Regions from separate parts of the Mus musculus genome. Here all the other regions are linked to region 1. The links are chromatin contacts, called in public Hi-C, HiChIP or PLAC-seq and promoter capture Hi-C maps. All regions are on one chromosome and are shown on one strand. Each heading gives the region's core, a stretch centred on a gene start, on an enhancer-like site or on the middle of the called end of the contact. The rest is flanking DNA. Distances are from core to core; before and after follow the strand shown.

Evidence for each region. Promoter capture Hi-C pulls out the DNA fragments that hold promoters and counts their contacts. Hi-C and Micro-C count contacts between places; a contact is called where the count stands out from the background. HiChIP or PLAC-seq counts read pairs in DNA pulled down with a chosen protein or histone mark.
Region 2: a promoter capture Hi-C map of hippocampal neurons shows a contact between it and region 1, with 6 times the contacts expected there. The contact joins the enhancer-like site here to the promoter of Ccdc122 in region 1. A contact is called at or near these places in 2 of 39 promoter capture datasets (embryonic stem cells and hippocampal neurons), 2 of 115 datasets of contacts at active chromatin or transcription factors (embryonic forebrain and embryonic stem cells) and 2 of 9 other capture datasets (adipose tissue and embryonic stem cells).
Region 3: an H3K27ac HiChIP or PLAC-seq map of acute myeloid leukemia shows a contact between it and region 1, with 9 times the contacts expected there. The contact joins the enhancer-like site here to the promoter of Ccdc122 in region 1. A contact is called at or near these places in 5 of 39 promoter capture datasets (3T3-L1-derived adipocytes, the C10 cell line, hematopoietic stem and progenitor cells and 2 more), 2 of 484 Hi-C or Micro-C datasets (bone marrow-derived macrophages and microglia), 5 of 115 datasets of contacts at active chromatin or transcription factors (acute myeloid leukemia, bone marrow-derived macrophages, embryonic basal ganglia and 2 more) and 3 of 9 other capture datasets (adipose tissue, embryonic stem cells and liver).
Region 4: a contact with region 1 is called in a promoter capture Hi-C map of embryonic stem cells, with 3 times the contacts expected there. The contact joins the enhancer-like site here to the promoter of Ccdc122 in region 1. A contact is called at or near these places in 6 of 39 promoter capture datasets (HPC-7-derived erythroid cells, the SN4741 cell line, cranial neural crest and 3 more), 3 of 484 Hi-C or Micro-C datasets (bone marrow-derived macrophages, pre-pro-B cells and reprogramming fibroblasts), 5 of 115 datasets of contacts at active chromatin or transcription factors (craniofacial prominence, embryonic basal ganglia, embryonic limb bud and 2 more) and 2 of 9 other capture datasets (liver and pancreatic islet).
Region 5: a Hi-C map of the N1E-115 cell line shows a contact between it and region 1, with 5 times the contacts expected there. The contact joins the enhancer-like site here to the promoter of Ccdc122 in region 1. A contact is called at or near these places in 11 of 39 promoter capture datasets (the 3T3-L1 cell line, 3T3-L1-derived adipocytes, the C10 cell line and 4 more), 1 of 15 datasets of contacts at CTCF or cohesin (pro-B cells), 16 of 484 Hi-C or Micro-C datasets (B cells, the HL-1 cell line, the N1E-115 cell line and 10 more), 13 of 115 datasets of contacts at active chromatin or transcription factors (the NIH/3T3 cell line, acute myeloid leukemia, astrocytes and 8 more) and 2 of 9 other capture datasets (adipose tissue and embryonic stem cells).
Region 6: a contact with region 1 is called in an H3K27ac HiChIP or PLAC-seq map of acute myeloid leukemia, with 6 times the contacts expected there. The contact joins the enhancer-like site here to the promoter of Ccdc122 in region 1. A contact is called at or near these places in 9 of 39 promoter capture datasets (the 3T3-L1 cell line, 3T3-L1-derived adipocytes, embryonic stem cells and 4 more), 1 of 15 datasets of contacts at CTCF or cohesin (the NIH/3T3 cell line), 6 of 484 Hi-C or Micro-C datasets (the 3T3-L1 cell line, 3T3-L1-derived adipocytes, the Ba/F3 cell line and 3 more), 10 of 115 datasets of contacts at active chromatin or transcription factors (the NIH/3T3 cell line, acute myeloid leukemia, bone marrow-derived dendritic cells and 5 more) and 3 of 9 other capture datasets (adipose tissue, embryonic stem cells and liver).
Region 7: a promoter capture Hi-C map of hippocampal neurons shows a contact between it and region 1, with 5 times the contacts expected there. The contact joins the enhancer-like site here to the promoter of Ccdc122 in region 1. A contact is called at or near these places in 5 of 39 promoter capture datasets (cranial neural crest, frontonasal cranial neural crest, hippocampal neurons and 2 more), 1 of 484 Hi-C or Micro-C datasets (peritoneal macrophages), 6 of 115 datasets of contacts at active chromatin or transcription factors (bone marrow-derived dendritic cells, bone marrow-derived macrophages, embryonic stem cells and 2 more) and 2 of 9 other capture datasets (adipose tissue and embryonic stem cells).

What each region holds. Positions count from the first base shown.
Region 1 is chr14:77,035,491-77,038,072 of GRCm38.p6, reverse strand. It overlaps Ccdc122 (coiled-coil domain containing 122), which reads right to left and starts at 1,301. Exons shown (of 6, transcript NM_175369.4): 1 at 1,102-1,301. It overlaps Lacc1 (laccase domain containing 1), which reads left to right and starts at 1,456. Exons shown (of 8, transcript NM_172488.2): 1 at 1,456-1,576; 2 at 2,083-2,261.
Region 2 is chr14:78,003,184-78,005,765 of GRCm38.p6, reverse strand. No RefSeq gene overlaps it. Among named protein-coding and RNA genes, the nearest start is that of Fam216b, 85 kb to the left of the region's middle. Within about 2 kb of position 1,300, at least 1 of the 459 cell types and tissues checked has an H3K27ac peak or open chromatin away from gene starts, as enhancers often do. A contact at or near this core is called in hippocampal neurons, where this site is marked.
Region 3 is chr14:76,096,084-76,098,665 of GRCm38.p6, reverse strand. It overlaps Gpalpp1 (GPALPP motifs containing 1), which reads left to right. Exons shown (of 8, transcript NM_026177.3): 6 at 48-212. Among named protein-coding and RNA genes, the nearest start is that of Gpalpp1, 13 kb to the left of the region's middle. Within about 2 kb of position 1,300, at least 23 of the 459 cell types and tissues checked have an H3K27ac peak or open chromatin away from gene starts, as enhancers often do. A contact at or near this core is called in acute myeloid leukemia and bone marrow-derived macrophages, where this site is marked.
Region 4 is chr14:76,137,385-76,139,966 of GRCm38.p6, reverse strand. No RefSeq gene overlaps it. Among named protein-coding and RNA genes, the nearest start is that of n-TEttc6, 14 kb to the left of the region's middle. Within about 2 kb of position 1,311, at least 4 of the 459 cell types and tissues checked have an H3K27ac peak or open chromatin away from gene starts, as enhancers often do. A contact at or near this core is called in embryonic stem cells, where this site is marked.
Region 5 is chr14:77,931,563-77,934,144 of GRCm38.p6, reverse strand. Epsti1 (epithelial stromal interaction 1 (breast)) reads right to left here. Exons shown (of 12, transcript NM_029495.2): 5 at 1,914-1,997. Among named protein-coding and RNA genes, the nearest start is that of Epsti1, 29 kb to the right of the region's middle. Within about 2 kb of position 1,279, at least 61 of the 459 cell types and tissues checked have an H3K27ac peak or open chromatin away from gene starts, as enhancers often do. A contact at or near this core is called in the N1E-115 cell line, Th1 cells, acute myeloid leukemia and 1 more, where this site is marked.
Region 6 is chr14:77,848,791-77,851,372 of GRCm38.p6, reverse strand. The region is part of intron 3 of Dnajc15 (DnaJ heat shock protein family (Hsp40) member C15); the gene reads left to right. Among named protein-coding and RNA genes, the nearest start is that of Dnajc15, 25 kb to the left of the region's middle. Within about 2 kb of position 1,277, at least 36 of the 459 cell types and tissues checked have an H3K27ac peak or open chromatin away from gene starts, as enhancers often do. A contact at or near this core is called in acute myeloid leukemia, adipose tissue and bone marrow-derived macrophages, where this site is marked.
Region 7 is chr14:77,791,857-77,794,438 of GRCm38.p6, reverse strand. It overlaps Gm1587 (predicted gene 1587), which reads left to right. Exons shown (of 3, transcript NR_157389.1): 3 at 1-494. Among named protein-coding and RNA genes, the nearest start is that of Gm1587, 5.8 kb to the left of the region's middle. Within about 2 kb of position 1,293, at least 26 of the 459 cell types and tissues checked have an H3K27ac peak or open chromatin away from gene starts, as enhancers often do. A contact at or near this core is called in adipose tissue, bone marrow-derived macrophages, hippocampal neurons and 2 more, where this site is marked.

The DNA.
Region 1 (2,582 bases), core at 52-2,551:
AAAATGAATTATGCATGTGAATCATCTGCGAGATAAAAATAAAAAAGCAGAACAAAACAAGCCCAGGCCTGACTCCCATAGACTCTGAGTCAATCTGCAGCCGGGGTGTGGGGTACCTACTCTACTATTAAGTTCTACTTGTTCCCATGTGCAACCAGGATTGAGAGGCTCTGTAGTAGCCTGGGAAAGGGGAGAGAGTGTTAAGAAATGCAGCCCAGACAGACCAGATGCTGAAGGAAATGGTATGTAAATACATTATCACAACTTCCCTAACAACTTAGCTATTTTGAAAGTTTTGTTACTGCCAGTGCTGTTGCATGAATGAATCCTGAGCTCTCATCCTTGGACATGAAAACAAGAAAAAAAGCTTCTAAACTTGCTTTTAAAAAAAAAAATCCATTTTCCTTAACAGACAGCAAGTTTATGCCAAGGCATGCATGTCTGATCAGATCTGTGTTATCTATCCCTCAGGGTTCCTGGAAGTGTCCAGCGAGCATTCAATGTGTGCCCTCTGAAAGTGATCACACGGCCTGGAGTAGGTTCTATGTGGGCTGGTTACCTTGGCCGCTAGTCAAGTTGAGATGGGTGCACACTTAACAAGACTTCTAGACTCCCGGATCCCCTAGAGTCTTCTCATTCAGGAAACACTTGAGCACTTGGAGGAAGACCAAGGAAAATGAAGGCCCTCTCCTTCCTCCATTGCCAGTCCTCAGAAAATGCGCTTTCTCTTACCTTCTCATATATTTTGAAGAGTGGGTATTTTTCCATTTACAACAGTACTTGATTTTCAAATTGTTGTTTTTAAATAAATAACATTAAACCCTTGGGGGACAAAGGAGCCTTAATTTTTATCTTATTGCTACTGTAAGAATGAATGCATTCCGTCCTGTGAGGGGACACACTTGGGGGGGGGGGTAAGAGAAATCGACGTTGCCAACACAAGTGAACAGTCAAGGATGTTGGTCCCAAATGAAAGTACAGAATCAGCCGAAAGGGGGAAAAAATGAAAACTAACTAGAAACTTAAAAACTAAACAAAAAGTGAAAAGAAAAAAGAAAAAAAAAAGCCACTCCCCCACAAAAGTCACCAGAGTCCCCTTACTTGAGCCCGGATTGGAGGGCGCTAAGTGACAAGCTGGCCACACTGCTGGGTCAGCAGATCCTTCTGGAGTCGCCACGGCCCGCGGGGAGAGGGGACGCTTCTTCCCTTCCCTTCCGGGCGCCTCACGGGACGCGCTCGCCCGCGGCTCTCCGGGCCCCCGCGCCTCAGCGCCCGGGCCTCAGGCGGCCTCCACGGTGACTGCGGGCGCTGACCCGGAACTGCTGAGCGGCGCGGGAATCCCCCGCAAGGGGCTCGGCCTTGCGTCTCCAGGGCGCCACCTCGCGGCCGTGGCGGGAACACCCAAACCCGGGCGCACGCCCGCGGGAGCCCGAGGCCGCCGGGAGGCCCGGGGACGCGGTGAGGCGGGCGGACCGGCCGGCCGGTGACTTTGGGAGCCACTGGGGTTCGAGCGCCGAGCCTGCAGCTCACGCCCCAGCTCGCGGCCGCCGAGGAGAGCGCGGGAAGCAGCCCTGCGGTGAGTCCCGGGCGGAGGGGAGGTCGGCGCGGCGACGGGACGGACGGACGCACACCGTGCAGTCCAGGCTCCTCCGAGGTCGCCTGCACGGCTGGCGGAAAGAATGAATGAAGGCGCCAGTGCCCTACGGGGCGGGCGGAGGTTGGGGTGGGCGTCGGGGTGAAGGCTCAGCAATGGTAGGTGTCAGAATTGGGGGTCACAGGGTCGGCAGAGGGGAGCTCCAGCCTGGACAGGGAGTTCAGAGAATCTGCAAGTGGTCAGAAATCGACCCTGATCCAAGTTGCAGTGGCTTTTGGGATTATCCCAAGTGCGGAGGACTGTGTAAACCTGGGGGGAAAGCCCAGCCTGTGGGCTAGCTTTTACCTTTAAAAAATGAGTGTGTTTGTTTGTTTGCTTGCTTATGGTGACAGACACCTTTACTCTTCTCTCTCTCTCTCTCTCTCTCTCTCTCTCTCTCTCTCTCTCTCTCTTTCTTTCTTTCTGGTGACATACACCTTTAATCCCAGCACTTGGGAGGCAGAGGCAGAGGCAAGCAGGTGTCTGAGGTCGAAGCCAGCCTGGTCTACATAGCTAGTTCCAGGACTGCTGGGGCTGTTAGACAGAGAAGCTCTGCCTCGAATCCCTGTCCCAACCGCAACCCCAAAGAAGATTGGCTGCTGATACTGCTCAACTTAATATCCTAAAGGTGAGACCTCAGTATTTCATGAGATGTGATCTAATCTTATAGACATGATGGGGATAATGACATAACAGATTTACATCCTATAATTAAAAAGACTTGATCTCAGACAACAAGTAATTTTGTACTTAAAATCTGCTATAAGGAAAACAAAGCATAATTTCTATTCTATAAAAATGTACCCAGCTGTTCACAAAATAAAAGATGGCTCTGCCCTTAATTGTCAGGATGAATGGTGCACTGGCTTTTCTGCTCTGCACACTACATTTATTTTGGTTACTTTTTGTATTGATGCAATTTACTTCCTATTTTTATTTTTATATTTAT
Region 2 (2,582 bases), core at 51-2,550, 970 kb before region 1:
TTCATACAGTAGAAGCATCAAGAAATCGAGGCTCCAGGAGATGATCAGGTCCCAGGGTAGACTCCATATGAATGGGATCCTTGTCCTACTGAAAAGGCTCATGATAGACCTGTTGCCTCTTCTTCTACATGAAAACATGACAGTAAGGCCATCAGCCAGCAAGTGTTGTCTCCCCAGATGCAGAGTCTGTGAATTCTGTAGTCTTAGACTTTTAGCCTCCGGTAATATAAGGAATACATATGCTGTTCATAGGCAAGTCAGGCTAAACAAGCTCCTTAAAGCAGCTTGAATGGATTAAGTCACCTTAATTCGCATCCCTTGTATCACTAGTTCAAACTCTAGGTGCTTAGTCCCAGCCAATCAACCAGTAGCCTTTGATATACATCCATGCCTGGATAAATGAAAGGATGCAGAAGGATAAATAACGAAGTGTAATTACAACCATCTAGCAACAAGACCCAAAGTACTATCCATTTGTTAATTGCTCATCTGTACTTGCCAATATTTATTTCTATAACACATGAAATTATTTTACAATAATTTGCTTCTTTCCCAGTTAAAAAAAAAAGTTACCCTCAAAGCAGAGACATACAGGACTTGAAGATTTCCTATGCAGAGTTACCTTCATATCAAAATGTATTCCAATTGGCTCAACAAGGCTGGTTAAAGACATATGGCATGATGGTAGACTATCTCAGGCAGTGGTTTGTGTTCCTTCCCTGGTATTTGCCATCTACATATCTCAAAAAGTTCTTTAAGAAAGATGCTTGCAACCATACATATTCAGAATTTCAGCTGTGAGGTTGTAATTTTCCATACTTGCACTTAAAAAAACAAAACAAAACAAAACAAAACAAAACAAAACAAAACAAAAAGTAGAACCAGACAGGTGAACAAAATCTGTTGGGGAGTATGGAAAATAAGAAGGAAATTCAGGCCAACTTCCCCAAGAACTTTCAAAATAAGAAAGCATCGTTTCCCCTACCCCTGGGTCCACAGTAACTACCACCACAGTGGGGAATACCATTCCTGAACACACACACCAAAACACGTCTGCCAGGGAGCCAGTCTGGCAGGTGTAGCTGAAGTGGCTGCTTGTCACAGCAGTAAAATGTCTGCTGCCACAGCACATTATCAATTGGTTTAGCAGTATTTCCAAGACGGGCTGAAGGATTCAGTTTTCTTCATATAAGGCAACAACAAGGGTTTCAAATGGACCAAACATTTCCTATCCATATCCACGCACTCACAGCTTCTGTTAGCAGAGAACAGGGTTGGGGCGGAGTATCTGCATTTGTCTTTTTGATTCTAGAGAAACTGCCAGATCACCATCTGTTCTTTGTCACCTTCACCCCAGCCAATATGGAGCTTTCTGCATGCCACCATTGCCCTAGTTATGTGTCATGGCCCAAGGTTTCAAATCCCAATGTTTCCTGAATATAGAGACTTTAAAAATTAATCTTAATAGAGCATTTGGCAAAACAGATGATCTATTGATGCTATGAAGTGTTATTGGTTGCTTAGCAACCCAGAAACTCTATCACCTATTTATCTGCCTAACATCTATCTGTCTGTCTGTCTGTCTATCTATCTATCTATAATCTATCACCTGCCTATTATGTTTGTCTGCTTATAGACAAACAGATAGAATCACTCCTCCAAGCTTTGTTCTATGAAAGACTAGATGCAATGTACCATGGAGGATGGAGAGGTGGTTGTGGAACTGAGCTACAGTGTATAGAGATCGATATTCTTTTACTCTAGGGATGAACTTGTTCAAGGTCACAGAGACTGAACAGGAAAGCCTATTAAAATAAGTTACACAGAACACAAAAAAGATATGTTTCCCTCATAGGTACAAGTCAGATAGGGGACTACAATTGTGTCTAGTTAATTCTTATAAAAAGCACTGGCTTCCCAATAAACAACTTTTTCCACTTTGAAGATCAAGGAGCAAAACTAATAAATGTGTAAAGACCAAAGGATGACCTAGTTGTGACTGCTCATTATATTTGATCTATAGGCTGTAAAAATGAGCTCTACAATCAGACTCTTTGAGAGCTTTTCATTAAAAATAAAAATAATATACCATTCTGCCTGGAAGATCCCACTGGTTGGGGCAGCCTGACCAACTCGGCCACCATTTAGGCTCACTCAGTCTCAGCACCTCCAGGCGGTCATCCCAATACATACTCCATCTACAAGCAGCTGGACCACAAAGAGGAGCCAGTGTTGCAGAGTCAGAGCCAGGAGCATATCATCATCATAACTACAGATGAAAAACTGAAACATGGCTGAGAACAAAAAAGTCTCAGCAATGGTCTGGTATTTATGGTGCTTCAGACACCAGAAGCCTTGAGCCAGACCAATGACTCATGGCAATGCATATGTGCATGTAGAGATGTAGAGCTGTATAGGGAAAAACAAAAGCTACATCCCCTGCTGCACTATCCAATGCCACTGGGATGAATGAATTTGTGATGGAGGGATAGGAAGGATGGGGGAATGGAATGGTGCTTATGCCATGGAGAGAGGCTGAACCACGCTGATGGCTGAGGCCTGAGCTGCTACCATGTTGATGC
Region 3 (2,582 bases), core at 51-2,550, 940 kb after region 1:
AAACCACCATGCACACCTACTACCTTGTTTCTCACTTTCTCATGCAGGATTCATCTAAACCAATTACAAGAGAGTCCTGGATGACTGAGCTTCCACCAGAAATGAAAGAATTTGGTCTGGGGCCAAGAACCTTTAAGAGAAGAGCAGATGACAAATCCGGAGACCGATCCGTCTGGACAGACACCCCAGCTGACCGGGAGAGGAAAGCTAAGGTAACAGGGTGGTTTTGTTTTTCTTGATTTTTGTTCGTGTGTTCTGTCTAGTTTACTTAGGGGTACTACTGGTGCAGGGTTTTGAGGGCAGCAGGACAGTTGTACATGACCCAAGGACTTGGGATGGTGGCTCTGAGTTCACGGGTACCAGTGGCATTATGCAAAGTGGAAGCAAGTTTTATTCAGGAGAGTTACAGAGCTGTGAGAAATTGAGGAAAAGTGAGAAATTAAGAGAAATTGGAACTCTTGAGAGGGGTAGGGGTTTCCAAGAACTCCCTTGTCTCAGGTTATTACACTTTGGAAGCTAAGACGAGACAAGAATCCAGTAATTACTACAAAGTTGATTAGTTCTCTGGGCTATCATAAAGTTAATGGATAGCCCGCATGCTCCATGGTCCAGTAGGAGAGATGCACTGTTACGTGCTGGCAGCCCAGCTAGGGATGGTCAAAGCCTCCCGTGTTCCTCTCTGGCTTAAGCTCTGTTAGCCATTGCCCTTGACTGTCTGCTAGCTGTCAGCCACCACCATTGTTTCTCACTGTGTTTCAGTGCTGTTAATTAATTATTCCAAATGCACTCTGTTCTCATAGCCACCTCGAAGTGCTGCACAAAGTACTGGTTTCTTTACATCTAAGCACTTGTCTGTGGTCTAGGGGGAAGTTTCTTTTTTCTTTTTTTTTGTTTGTTTGTTTGTTTGTTTTTTTGAGACAGGGTTTTTCTGTGTAGCCCTGAATGTCCTGGAACTCACTCTGTAGACCAGGCTGGCCTTGAACTCAGAGATCCTCTTGCCTCTGCCTCCCAAGTGCTGAGATTAAAAGCATGTGCCAGCACTGCCCAGTTAGGGGGAAGTTTCTTGTTAGAAGCTATCCTTACTTCCAGTCTGTACAATTATGGATACCTAAAGGATAAAAGAGTGACAGTCCTCAGCAGTTTTGATGGGGAACAGCAGACTTTGGACAGAGCCCCGCAATCACCCGATTGGCTCCCTCGTGTTTGCTGCAACTTCTCTTTTCTTCATCCTGTGCCCTTCCTCATTATCGTCACCCTGGTATTTCATTGAATCTTTAGTGTTCCTCGTTGTCACACCACCCACCCTCTTGACGTTTTCACCCTGGGCCCATTCCCTTCCTGCCCATATCGTGCCAGCCCCTGCATTACTTCCTTCTGAGATTATGTTCTGAAGCAAAGACATGAATCACCCTCTGCAGAATAGAAGGAAAGTCCCACTCCTTGTTCCCATTCTCCAGTCTGCTACCATTTTTAAAACCTAAGGAAGGCTCCAGGTCTGGGTTCAGTGCCCTTGTTTTATAGACAGGAAGCCACCCTTCATGGCTTGTCACGGAGCTAGTAAGTAACCGCTGAAAAACATTCATCTTCAAGTTTCTAACTTCAAATTCCCTGGCCTTTGTGTCCTGTTATACTATACATGGAATGATAACTTAAATGTCTTTAAAAGTAAATGAACCCAGTGAATGAAATGATACCTGGGGATCGCTCAGAGCGACTGCATCAGCTGCGTAAGCTCAGTAACTCCAGTGTAGCCAAAAAGCACCTCCACTGCTGTGTCGAACAAAGGACACAAACATAAAAGCCTGCATACATAAAGTATCTTAGGTATTAAACTTTTGTTATTAAGAAGTACTCTATTGAGTGTCAGGATCTGAACCAAGGTCCCCAGCGGTGCTCATTAAACTTACTCCCTCTAAATGTTTTCATTTCTATCAAGTGTTCCACGTAAGTCTTAAATGTCTATTACCTGTAATGATCGCTCTGTCAGTTCTGATCTAACAGGTCTATATTTGACTTATTTTATCTTGTTTATCATCCCCCGCATCTAAGGATTTCTGTTTACCACATGTAGCTGGGAGTTGAAGTCTAGTGTTTGGTTGCAAGTGATAGAAAGAAAAAAATAAGGTGAAAGCCGTCTGTGAAACTTTATTCTGTGAAGAGCTGCTTATGAGTTAGAAGTGCTAAGGGCTCGGGCAGTGGCATTGCCAGTGGGTACAGGTGCTTTCCTCCCAAGTGGGATGGCCTAAGCTCAATCGCCAGGACCCACGGGGTGGAGAGACAGAAATGACTCATAGGTTGTCCCCTGATGTCCACGTGCCTGCCCGCCATGGCATGGGTCCCCCTGCCCTGAATTAAAATGGAAAAGATATTTATTTGTAAAGGTGGTCAGGTGTGGGTGTTGTGATGCGTTCTCCACACTCTAGCAAACTGCTGTACACTGTCCAACATCATCACTACTCTTGGTCTCAAAGATGAGAAGAAATTTGAGTATGGTAACAGGTGAGGTAATGCAGTATGCACAGGAGAAGGAAAAACAACACGTGATGTCAACTCTAAGTAATCCGAGGCTAGTGGTTCTGAGT
Region 4 (2,582 bases), core at 62-2,561, 900 kb after region 1:
GGTCTGAGTAATTAGCGAGCAAAATACCCAAACCCTTGTATCCCCAAACTGGCAAAGCTCAAATATTTACAAATATTTAACATTTATTCCACAAGAAAAATATACATGATATATTCTACTCATTTGTAAATGTCAAACAAAGTTATTGTTAAAAATAAAGATAGGGGCTGGAGAGATGGCTCAGTGGTTAAGAGCACTAACAGCTCTTCTAGAGGTCCTGAGTTCAATTCCCAGCAACCACATGGTGGCTCACAACCATCTGTAATGGGGATCTGATGTCCTCTTCTGATGTGTCTGACAGCTACAGTGTACTCATATGAATAAAATATATGTATCTTAAAAAAAAAAAAAAAAAGCTGGGCAGTGGTGGTGCACGCCTTCTTTAATCCCAGCACTTGGGAGGCAAAGGCAGGCGGATTTCTGAGTTCGAGGCCAGTCTGGTCTACAGAGTGAGTTCCAGGACAGCCAGACAGCCAGAGCTATACAGAGACCCTGTCTAGAAGAAAACCAAATAAAATAAAATAAAATAAAATAAAATAAAATAAAATAAACTGGGCAGGGAGATGGATCCTCTGACCCATCCTTAATGCTTTCTATACAAGCGTTAAGACCCAAGTTCAAATTCCCACGAAGTATATAACAAGCTGGGCGTGGCCACACTCAGGCCTGTTAACACCAGTGCAGCACTGGAACACACAGGAGGATCTGGGATTACTGGCTAGCAGGCTAGCTGCAGCCTCGACCCTCCTCTATCCTCCAAGTGCTTATGATCACACACACACACACACACACACACACACACACACACACACACACACACGACAACCAGTCTGTAATCCTCACTGGAAAGACAACAGATTCTAGATCAAAAGCCTGTCGGATGCAGCCAAGTCAGAACTCAGAAGTGCGGTTTTAGTCTTAAATACATCTATTACAACACCACGCAAATGAGCTGCTGAGGTGGCACACACACACCTTTTATTGCAGCACTTGGGAGGCAGAGACAGGTCCATTTCTGTGAGTTATAGGCTAGCCATGGCTACACAGTAAGACCCTGTTTCAAAGAAAAAGATAGAAAAAGAAATAAATGGTGAAAGTAAAATGATTCATATCCAGATATACTTGTTAATTGTTATTATTCTCTGAAATACTGAAATGTAGTATTTCATGCAGGCATCTGTGATCCACTTATAAACTCTAAGCTCGTGGAATTCTTGTGCTATTGTGAACCGCTGACTCACTGTACGTTACAGATCAGCTAGGCTGTTGAGGCCCTTCTTCCTAGATGAACTGCATTGAGAATCACAGCAGGGAACTTACAAAGGGTAAGCAAGCAGTTTCTAAAACTCAAGGAAGACCTACTCAATTTTCCACCTATACCACAAACAACTTGTACCCCACAGCTAAGCACACAACAGAATGACAAGAGCACAGAATGACGGGGCACAGTAGCTTTCCCAAGTAAGGTAAAGTTAACTGGGAAAATGGGATGAACCAGTACAACTGGTCTGGGAATTGACTGATCCTGAATCTTTTTTTTTTTTTTTTTAAGATTTATTTATATGTAAGTACACTGTAGCTGTCTTCAGACACTCCAGAAGAGGGAGTCAGATCTCTTTACGGATGGTTGTGAGCCACCATGTGGTTGCTGGGATTTAAACTCTTGACCTTCGGAAGAGCAGTCGGGTGCTCTTACCCACTGAGCCATCTCACCAGCCCGATCCTGAATCTTTATCTGTGATCAGTGATGCCGGGCATTCTAGGGTCCTGGAGAGGCCAGGGCTAACACAAAGCAGTTTCCCCTTTTGTCTTGCAAATAAGATCTACAAACTTCAATAATCTAATATCAGATAAAATTGATTTTTCAACTACAGTAACAGACTGGTTTTTCAGAATCCTAGCCTCTCTACCTGTCAAAAGGTAGAAGTGGGACTAGAGAGGTGGCTCAGTGGTTAAGAGCACCGGCTGCTCTTCTAGAGGATATGGGGTCAACTCCCAGTACCCACATGGCAGCTCCCATCTCTCTGAAACTCATCTCAGGATACCTGAGGGCCTTGTCTGATCTCCAGACACTAGGCACACACATGGTGCATAGACATAGATGCAGGTAGAATCCACGTACATGAAATAAAATAATAATTTTAAAGTGGAATGCTAATATAATGGTGGAAAACCTGATCCCATGGCATCACAGGAGACAAGGTCTCAATAACTCGTCAGTTGGGGGGGGGGTTTGGGAGGGAGGGACATATGACATGAAAACAGGGGACTGTTTGGGGGGCAGGCAGGACTGAGGAAGTCAGTATGATAAAGTGTCATAGCAGAAGCTGAATCTTCCTGATTAATTTGATGTTTATTTTTGAGTTTTTATTTATCATTGTCTTAGTTCAGGTTTTACAGCTGTGAACAGACACCATGACCAAGGCAACTCTTATAAGGACAACATTTAATTGGGGCTGGCTTACAGGTTCAGAAGTTCAGTCCAGTATCATAAAGTGTCCTGGCCCGTGGGACAGTCTAACAGGGTCTGATGAACCACCTGTGGAGAGAATGAGAGGCGAGAAACACAAGGACGGACAGCA
Region 5 (2,582 bases), core at 30-2,529, 900 kb before region 1:
TTTATATCATTATTATCAATTTAGGAAAGCTAAATTAATTAATCCAATTAATGTTTCAGTGTCTAAAGATTGCCATGGCTCTATAGCTGTGGTGTGACCTTGAAAGAGGTTCATCTGAGTGTTAAAGAATAGAGTTTCACCCACCCATTAAGAAAGTGTTTTGTTGGGCATGAAGAAATGGACTGTAAACAACCCACAAGCCAACCAAACAAGGTTGTAGGGACCAAGTAACACCAGACAAGACTTAGATGAGAGTCTATAACAACAACTGAAATTCTCCAGGTTCTCTCAGCCTTCAATCCAGTTTCTGGTAGTGTTTCCCATGGTTCCACTTGATATGCAGATAGACTGCATAAGATGTGCTTTCTTCCCGCTACCATCACAGACCAAAGCTCCAGCTTTTCAGGTGGGAGATAGGAAGAGAAAGAGATGAAGAACAGAACCACGGTGAAAAGAGACGTATAAGAGAAAGAGATGGAAAAAAGGTGGTTTCAGCAAAGCTCTTTTGTGTAATAACCAACTGGTAGTGGATTGCTGGATCAAAATTTGTAATAAATTACCTGTGGGTTTTTTTTTATATATATATACTTTCCGCGCTTATTACAGTTTGTGTAAGCAAATCCGGGCTTGGTGCCACCTGCATCACTATGGCAACAAGTTGCCCTTGGAGTTGGGAGGTGAGACTTGCAGAATCATTTTACAGGAAGAGTTCTGAGAAAGTTGGGAGCTTGCCCAAGGTCAAACAACAAAGGCAGATACTCTCCAAGAAAGTCTAGAGAATTCCTTCAGGGAGGGGCAAACCTGAATTCCCTTTCAGTGTCACATAAGCCATCAGCTTCCGGCTTCCTTAACTCGAAATGCAAAAAATCCCATCTATTATGGCTAGGTGTGATAGCTCATGCCTTTAATTCTAACACAGAGAGGCAGAGGCAGCTAATTTCTGTGTGTTCTAGGTTAGGCAGGGCTACATAATGAGACTCTGTCTATAGATAGATAGATAGATAGATAGATAGATAGATAGATAGATAGATAGATCTATTGCTTAGAATGGGGTTTAAACTTTGAACAATACTTAATCTGTAAAAATAAGCAAGAGGAGAAAAGAAGGGGAAAGAGGAGGAAGAAAAACAAAGATAGAAAAGGGAGAAAGAAAGTAAGAGATAGGGGGAGGAAAAGAGGGAGAGAGAAAGGCAAAGATAGGAAGGGGGTGGAGAACCAGGAGTTCTGTTTCTAAGAAGCAGCAGCAACAGGTGCTGCACGTGGCCTTCAGAACCATGAGTCAATTCCCTGATCTCAAACCTCCAACACTAAGCCTCACTTCCTGTTAGGCCTTTGCCAAAGGGGAGGGGCTTAAACAATTGCCACCTTGTTTCTCGTTCTCTAGCAAATGAGCATTTGTAAGAGATTTTCCCCAAGTTCTGGATGCTACTAAAAACTTAAGTATGGCTGTTTGGTTGAGAAAATCTGATATCACTGCCGCTAAAAGGGTGGTGCACACATGCTCTTTCGCTCGGTGGCAAGAAGGCTGTGTTTACCTTCAATACACTCTCCCTGGAAAAAGATCTGTTTGAATACAAATATGACCATGGCCCACTATCTGACGCTGTTGCTTGTTGCTTTGTCTTTTGGGCATCCACACTGCTCTGAGGTGAGGCCGTGGGTGTGGTGACTCACACCCCTAGTTCTGAGACTAGGATGTTGGAATATGAAACCCAGCTACTCTAATTACGTGGGGGTCGTGGGGCACCTTATCTTTCCTCTCTGTGTCATTTCCTCATTTGCACAATTGGATACCAGCCACCTTCTCAGATTACAGCGAGGGTTGAGTGAGTAGTACTCTGGACTGTGTCTGGAGGGGAACCTGACAGCTGACCCTCAGTAAGCATCAGCCGACCTCCCCACCACCCACTTACCTTCTCCCTCTGGATTGCTTTCATTTTTTGGAACTTGGCTTCCTCAGCTTCCTTCCTGATTCGAATAGATTCATCCCTCTTGAGCTGAATTGTAGTGAGATTACAGAGGACAGGAAAAAAAAAAAAAAACCACACACACACAGTTACCATTTTTCAGTCTGAACTTCTGGAACACAAAATTATGATGAAAGGCAAATTACAGTATTGTTTGTGTTATCCCTCACCATGATTATAGGTTGTTACTTTAAGCCACTTAGATCTCAGAAAATGGCCAGGCTGCACCTCCTGTCTGAGAAATCTTAGTGTTCCTTCATGGGTATCTATCTATCTATCTATCTATCTATCTATCTATCTATCTATCTTTTATCTATCTTGCTTACTTTCTCTCTTTCTCTGTCTCTCTCTGTGTGTGTGTGTGTGTGTGTGTGTGCACGTGTGTATGTGTGTGTGTGTGTGTGTGTGTGTGTTTATCCATGCACACAGGACAAAAGAGGTAAACAATTATTCTTTATTATAAAACTCATAGGACTTATTGTAAAAACACTGGTTATCTTAAATCATTTTTGTACTACTTGCAATCACTATTTTGGGAATGAAAACATAGTAACCTTAAACTATAGTTAATATGTAACTAATAGTAACTAATAGTAAACTATAGTTAATAGTAAC
Region 6 (2,582 bases), core at 28-2,527, 810 kb before region 1:
TGTGTGTCTGCTACATGGCAGACACTGTAGGCAGTGGAATGTACTCATAGACCAAAGATACTTCTCTCTATGAGCTTACCTTTTAACATTTTAGTGGAGATAAGCAATTTAAAACATGAAGTTTTCCAAAATTATCAAGTATCCTTAAGAAACCAGGGTAAGAAGAATAGTCGAGGAGAAGGGGGATTTGTATTATCCCTTGTACTCTCCCAGACAGAGCCATTTAGGAGACGAGGACATGGACCCTCTGAGCGTCTGAAGGAACAGTGTGTTCTGGGCAGTAGGACACTAGAGGTCTCAAGGGGGGATGTGCTTACAGCAAGTGTAATTCCAGTGGTGATGGAAGACAGTAACTAAGCTGGGGCCCAGATCTTGTACTGCTTAGGACCATGGCTGCACCTCTTTTTTGTTTCTGAGTATGTAAGATTTTGAACAGGGGAAAGGACGATTTGACATGCTTTCTATTAGCTTGTCATTTGTCCTGCCAAATCTTCAGAGTGTAGACCGAGTGAGCCAGAGCTCACTGTGAAGGTAGTCGAGAGGGAATAGTGTTAGGTAATCAGGGTGTGACACAGTGACAGAAATGGAAACTGTAACAGGATTCAAGTGAGTATTTGTTGGCTTTGTCGTTCCATGTGTGTCACTTATAACTGGAAAAGAATTAGAAACGATCTTGCTTCTGTTCTGGTGATCTTCTGTAAATATGTGTGCACCACAAATAGAAACCCTGTAAGCTTTATGGAGAATGTATTATTTACTGCAGCAGAAGAAGGAAAAGGCCTTGAGAATGTCTTGACCATTGCAGTGCTCAAGAGAGGCCTGCAGCAGGCCAGGCCAGCTGACGTGCCCATGCTGGAGGCTTTCCCTACCGAGAGAGGCATGAGCGTATTTGCTGCTGCTGCCCTTTCCCTCAGAAAGATGCTTTAATAAATCCAGCTTTCTCTTTCTAAACAGAACGTGGTTACAGTTTGTAGGGAAACTGTTTGGAATAGCTTACCATCATCTTCTTTAAGAATAATTCATTACATATTAACCCCTCGAGAAAAACTGAAACATGAAGTCCACATAGCTTCTCTTCCCACTAAGGAGTCCAGATGCCACATTCCATAAGTGCAGCATTACAGGATTTGATAAGTGTTAACTTTGGAACCAAGTGGGTTACTAAGAGGAACGGAGGGTAATTGTATGTCACTCTCACGTGCACAGGGTGGATGGTCCCAGGCCTAGTGGCTTTCCTGCTTATCGTTCTGTACACTACGTCACTTGAGAGTTACTGTCCTGTTCTTAAGTTCCACTTCTCTTATTCACGTGTTTACAGCTTCCTGTGTTGGAAGGCTGACTGGAGTGAGTGTCATCTGGGAGCAAGGGTGGTGGGTGTGTTCATTGTTTTTCCACTGGCAAGGTTTGTGTGGGCCCTCACGATTAACTGTGATGCGTTGCTGCTTGAGATCTAGAGCTACCAGTGTAGCAGAAGTAGAGTCCCCAGGTCCCAACCTCACTGCCTGCCCCCTGGTCCCTGCATATTCAGAGCCAGAGTTTCTGCTGGTCACCTGATCTTTACACCTGGACAACCTGTTGTGTAGTTTTGTTTCACTGTCTGGTGATTTTACTTTATTTGTTTTAATTATTAGCATCTTACCATTTCATGAGAATACTTAATAAGTTGTTTTTGTTCTTGACTTTTTCTTCTACATTTCATATCCAGGCTGGTGGTTAGCAATGGCCATCTTCAATTCATCTGAATTTTATGTAAGGAAAATGCTTTAAAATCTATTTTATTTTTAATTATGTGTATGTATGTGGATTGGTCCACATATGAGTGCAATTAACCTAAGCAGTGCATGATCTAGTTAGATAGATCCCCAAGGCTGGATAGAGGGGCAGATGTGCACTGCCTGCTGTGAGTCTTCTGCAAGAGCCTCCCTCGGGTTTGTAACTACCAGCCATCCCCTCAGCCCTACAAGAGGGAAGTCATTGTTCCTTGTTGTTGTTTTCATTAATTTATTTATTCACTTTACATCCTGATGATAGCTTCCCCCGAGCCCCTTTCCCTTTCCCCTTCTCTAAAAATCGGGAGGCCATCCCTGGGTACCACCCCACAGTGGTACCGAGTCACTGTGGGATTAGGTTCATCCTCTCCCACTGAGGCCAGACAAGGTGGCAGCCATTGTTCTTATTTCTTCATGGCAGTGTATCTGTTTGTTTTCTTGGTCAAAAGGGGCAGTCACAGGCTCTGGGCTTTTAGGCTGGAACTTAGTAACATATAAGTGATGGTCTCTTTTTGCCCTTTACCTCAATACTTACAAAATAAGCGGCCTCTGAAGCGAGTGGTTTCCTTGGTTTCCAGGAGGAGCTCATTCTCCCCTGGTGTGCTTGGCGCTGCTTTCCTGAGAGTTAGGGCTACTGTGATGGGTTCCACCTGTAAATGCCGTCTTTCATGTTTTACACATCACCCTCTGTTTAAACTTTGTAGCTTACTACTTATTTCTTATTTTCAAAGTCAATTTTTTTTCTTAGTAAAAATATTTTCTTTCTCATTTCTAAGGCACTCTGGGAGACAAAGGGTCTTTATGATTATCTTA
Region 7 (2,582 bases), core at 44-2,543, 760 kb before region 1:
TGTGTGTGTTCATGTGCATGAGAGTATATACTGGCAAGACCAAAGCAGTTTGATGTATATCAGCCTGGCTGTTTATTGATCCCATGGAGGTAAAGAAACAGATTGGAATCTCCTGGCTGTAAGAAATATAACCCTTGACCAGCTGCAGCCATTTTTCTGTCTCCTCTGGCCAAAACAAAACAAAAACATTCATTTAAAACTTCTCACCTGGGAAGCACTTGTTAAGAGTATTTCATGCAAATGTGTAAGTTTCTTGGGCTGGACTTGCAATTCAGATCAGGAAAAAAAAAATGGTCTTGCATGCTTATGTCTGAGCATGCATTTTGCAGGAAGCCATTTTGTGAACAAGCAGACGGATTACTTCCGTGTTCTGGGATGGTCGTGCCTCATGTGAGGTTTGGGGGTGGGTTTTGCTTCACTTTCTTCATAAGGTTTTGAAGCTCGGTGGCTAGGAAGTTGATGGGGTACTGTCCCTTGCTAGGGAAGAGGTCCTGGAAATAAAGTGTTGAAATACACGCTAAAGAAATAGTGTGTTGAATTCTTGTCTTGAAAGCTTTTTGAACAGTAACTGAACAACAAAAACAAAAAACTCCAAAAATTAAAAAAATCGGATTTATATCTCGTTTATGTTTTGAGTTTTGGAGAATGTTCCATCACCTTCTTTCCAAAGTCTCGTTTCACATTTTAAACCAGGTACAGTCTACAAAGGATAATCTCTGGAAATGCTGAAGAGACTTCTCGTTAGGATTTCCAACTTTCATGGTAAATTGAGGTAAAAGCACTGTAGCACACACCTTTAGTCCCAGCACTTGGGAGGCAGAGGCAGGCAGATCTCTGTGAGTTCGAGGCCAGCCTGGTCTCCGGAAATGACACCTTGTCGCTGTGATTTTCAGCTTCTAGTGCTTTCGGGCCACCTGCTTCACACAAGGGCCTGTGCCTGGGAGGACACTGACCCTGTGGCGTCAGAGTGCCTTGCTGGAGAGCAGCTTTCAAAAGCCAGCCGAGATCATACGGGTTCTCTCTGCCAGGGACTCGATCTGTTTCAGCCATATGCTCTACTGAAAACAGATGAGAGAGGATGAACGCAGAACCTTTTAGAAACTAATTTTTAAAATTATGTCTAACTCATCAGATAAATTTTAAAGAAAATACCATCCGAAGAATTAACCAAAAAGGTTAGGAACTATTTTTGAATCGCGAGGCTCACAAACAGCAGATGGGTTGTAGGAAGGGGTGTCTAGCCCTGTGCTTCTCTGCTAATGTCAATGACATCAGCATACGAATGTCAACCAGATGCCTGTACCTTTCTGCTTTCTACTGAAAGAGAAGATCGCTTCAGATGTTAATGAGCACATGTCTCCCAGTAGGAGAAACAGTTTATTAAAACTGGGTGCTTCAGCTCAGTGGGTGTAGGTAGGGCTAAGGCTCCTTCTCTTGGCCCCCAGGTGGTATTGAGAGCTTCCTCTCTCCCATTCTAGAGAAAAAAGAAAATACCAGGCCTCATTTTTCTGGTGTCAGCAGGGTTGAATCCCTCCATAGCACCTGGCTAAGGCCTGGCTATTCAAGCTTACAACCAGAAAAAGGAACTTCTGTGCAGAAACTCCTACAGGGAGGAACAAACAATTGCAGGAGAATAGAGGCTGGGTCACCTAGAGGAGTTTGCTGCAAGGTGGCAGGGAGGGTGACATTGCAGGAATTGCTTTATGACACTCAAGGCTATAAGGTTGCCATTTATGAGAATCTGGTGGCCAAATCCACGTAGGACTCAGCCTATGCTGCTACTTCAGGCTATCCCTGGCCCTTCAATAACTAGCCTTCTACTACCAATATCACTGTCGACCTCCGAAAGGGTCCCTTTTCCCTTCTCAGAGTCTCAGGACCAATGAAAGCCTACACTAAGTAGGCAAAGCTTTATCTTAGCCAGAGAAAAGGAGAGTGGGGGTGGGGGTGGGGAAAAAACAAGGAAAACACTTATTATTATATATAAGTACACTGCGGCTATCTTCTGACACACCAGAAGAGGGCGTCAGATCTCATTATGGGTGGTTGTGTGCCATCATGTGGTTGCTGGGATTTGAACTCAGGACCTTCGGGAGAGCAGTCAGTGCCCTTACCCGTTGAGCCATCTCACCAGCCCAAGAAAACACTTTAAGAAGCTTCCGAACTAGAACTGAGGTGATAGGAGAAGGGGGTGGTCTTAGATATGAGGGGGAAGTTTAGTACTTTCTCCAGGGGCAAGGGGGCGAGGGGAGAAGTCCATCTCAGAAGCAAGGAACATTTCTTTGATTCTTGTTGTTCCAGTCTACGGTGAAAGCAGGCTGGCCAAGATGGCACAGGTAGGTAGAAGTTTATGAGGTTATAGAGTGGAGTGGTGCGGTAACAAGTCTGAGGTAAATAATTTGCTGGGTTCCATGCTGGAACATTCTTACAGAGGTAGGATATGACTGGTGGCGAGGATATCTTACCTGAAGCCACCTTGTTGATCTCACAAACACTCTTCCTTCTTGGAAGCTGTACAGTTTCAAGCCTGCCAGTGGTCCCCAAACAGTACCCTAGGTAGCCATGTATGTCCATATGACTTG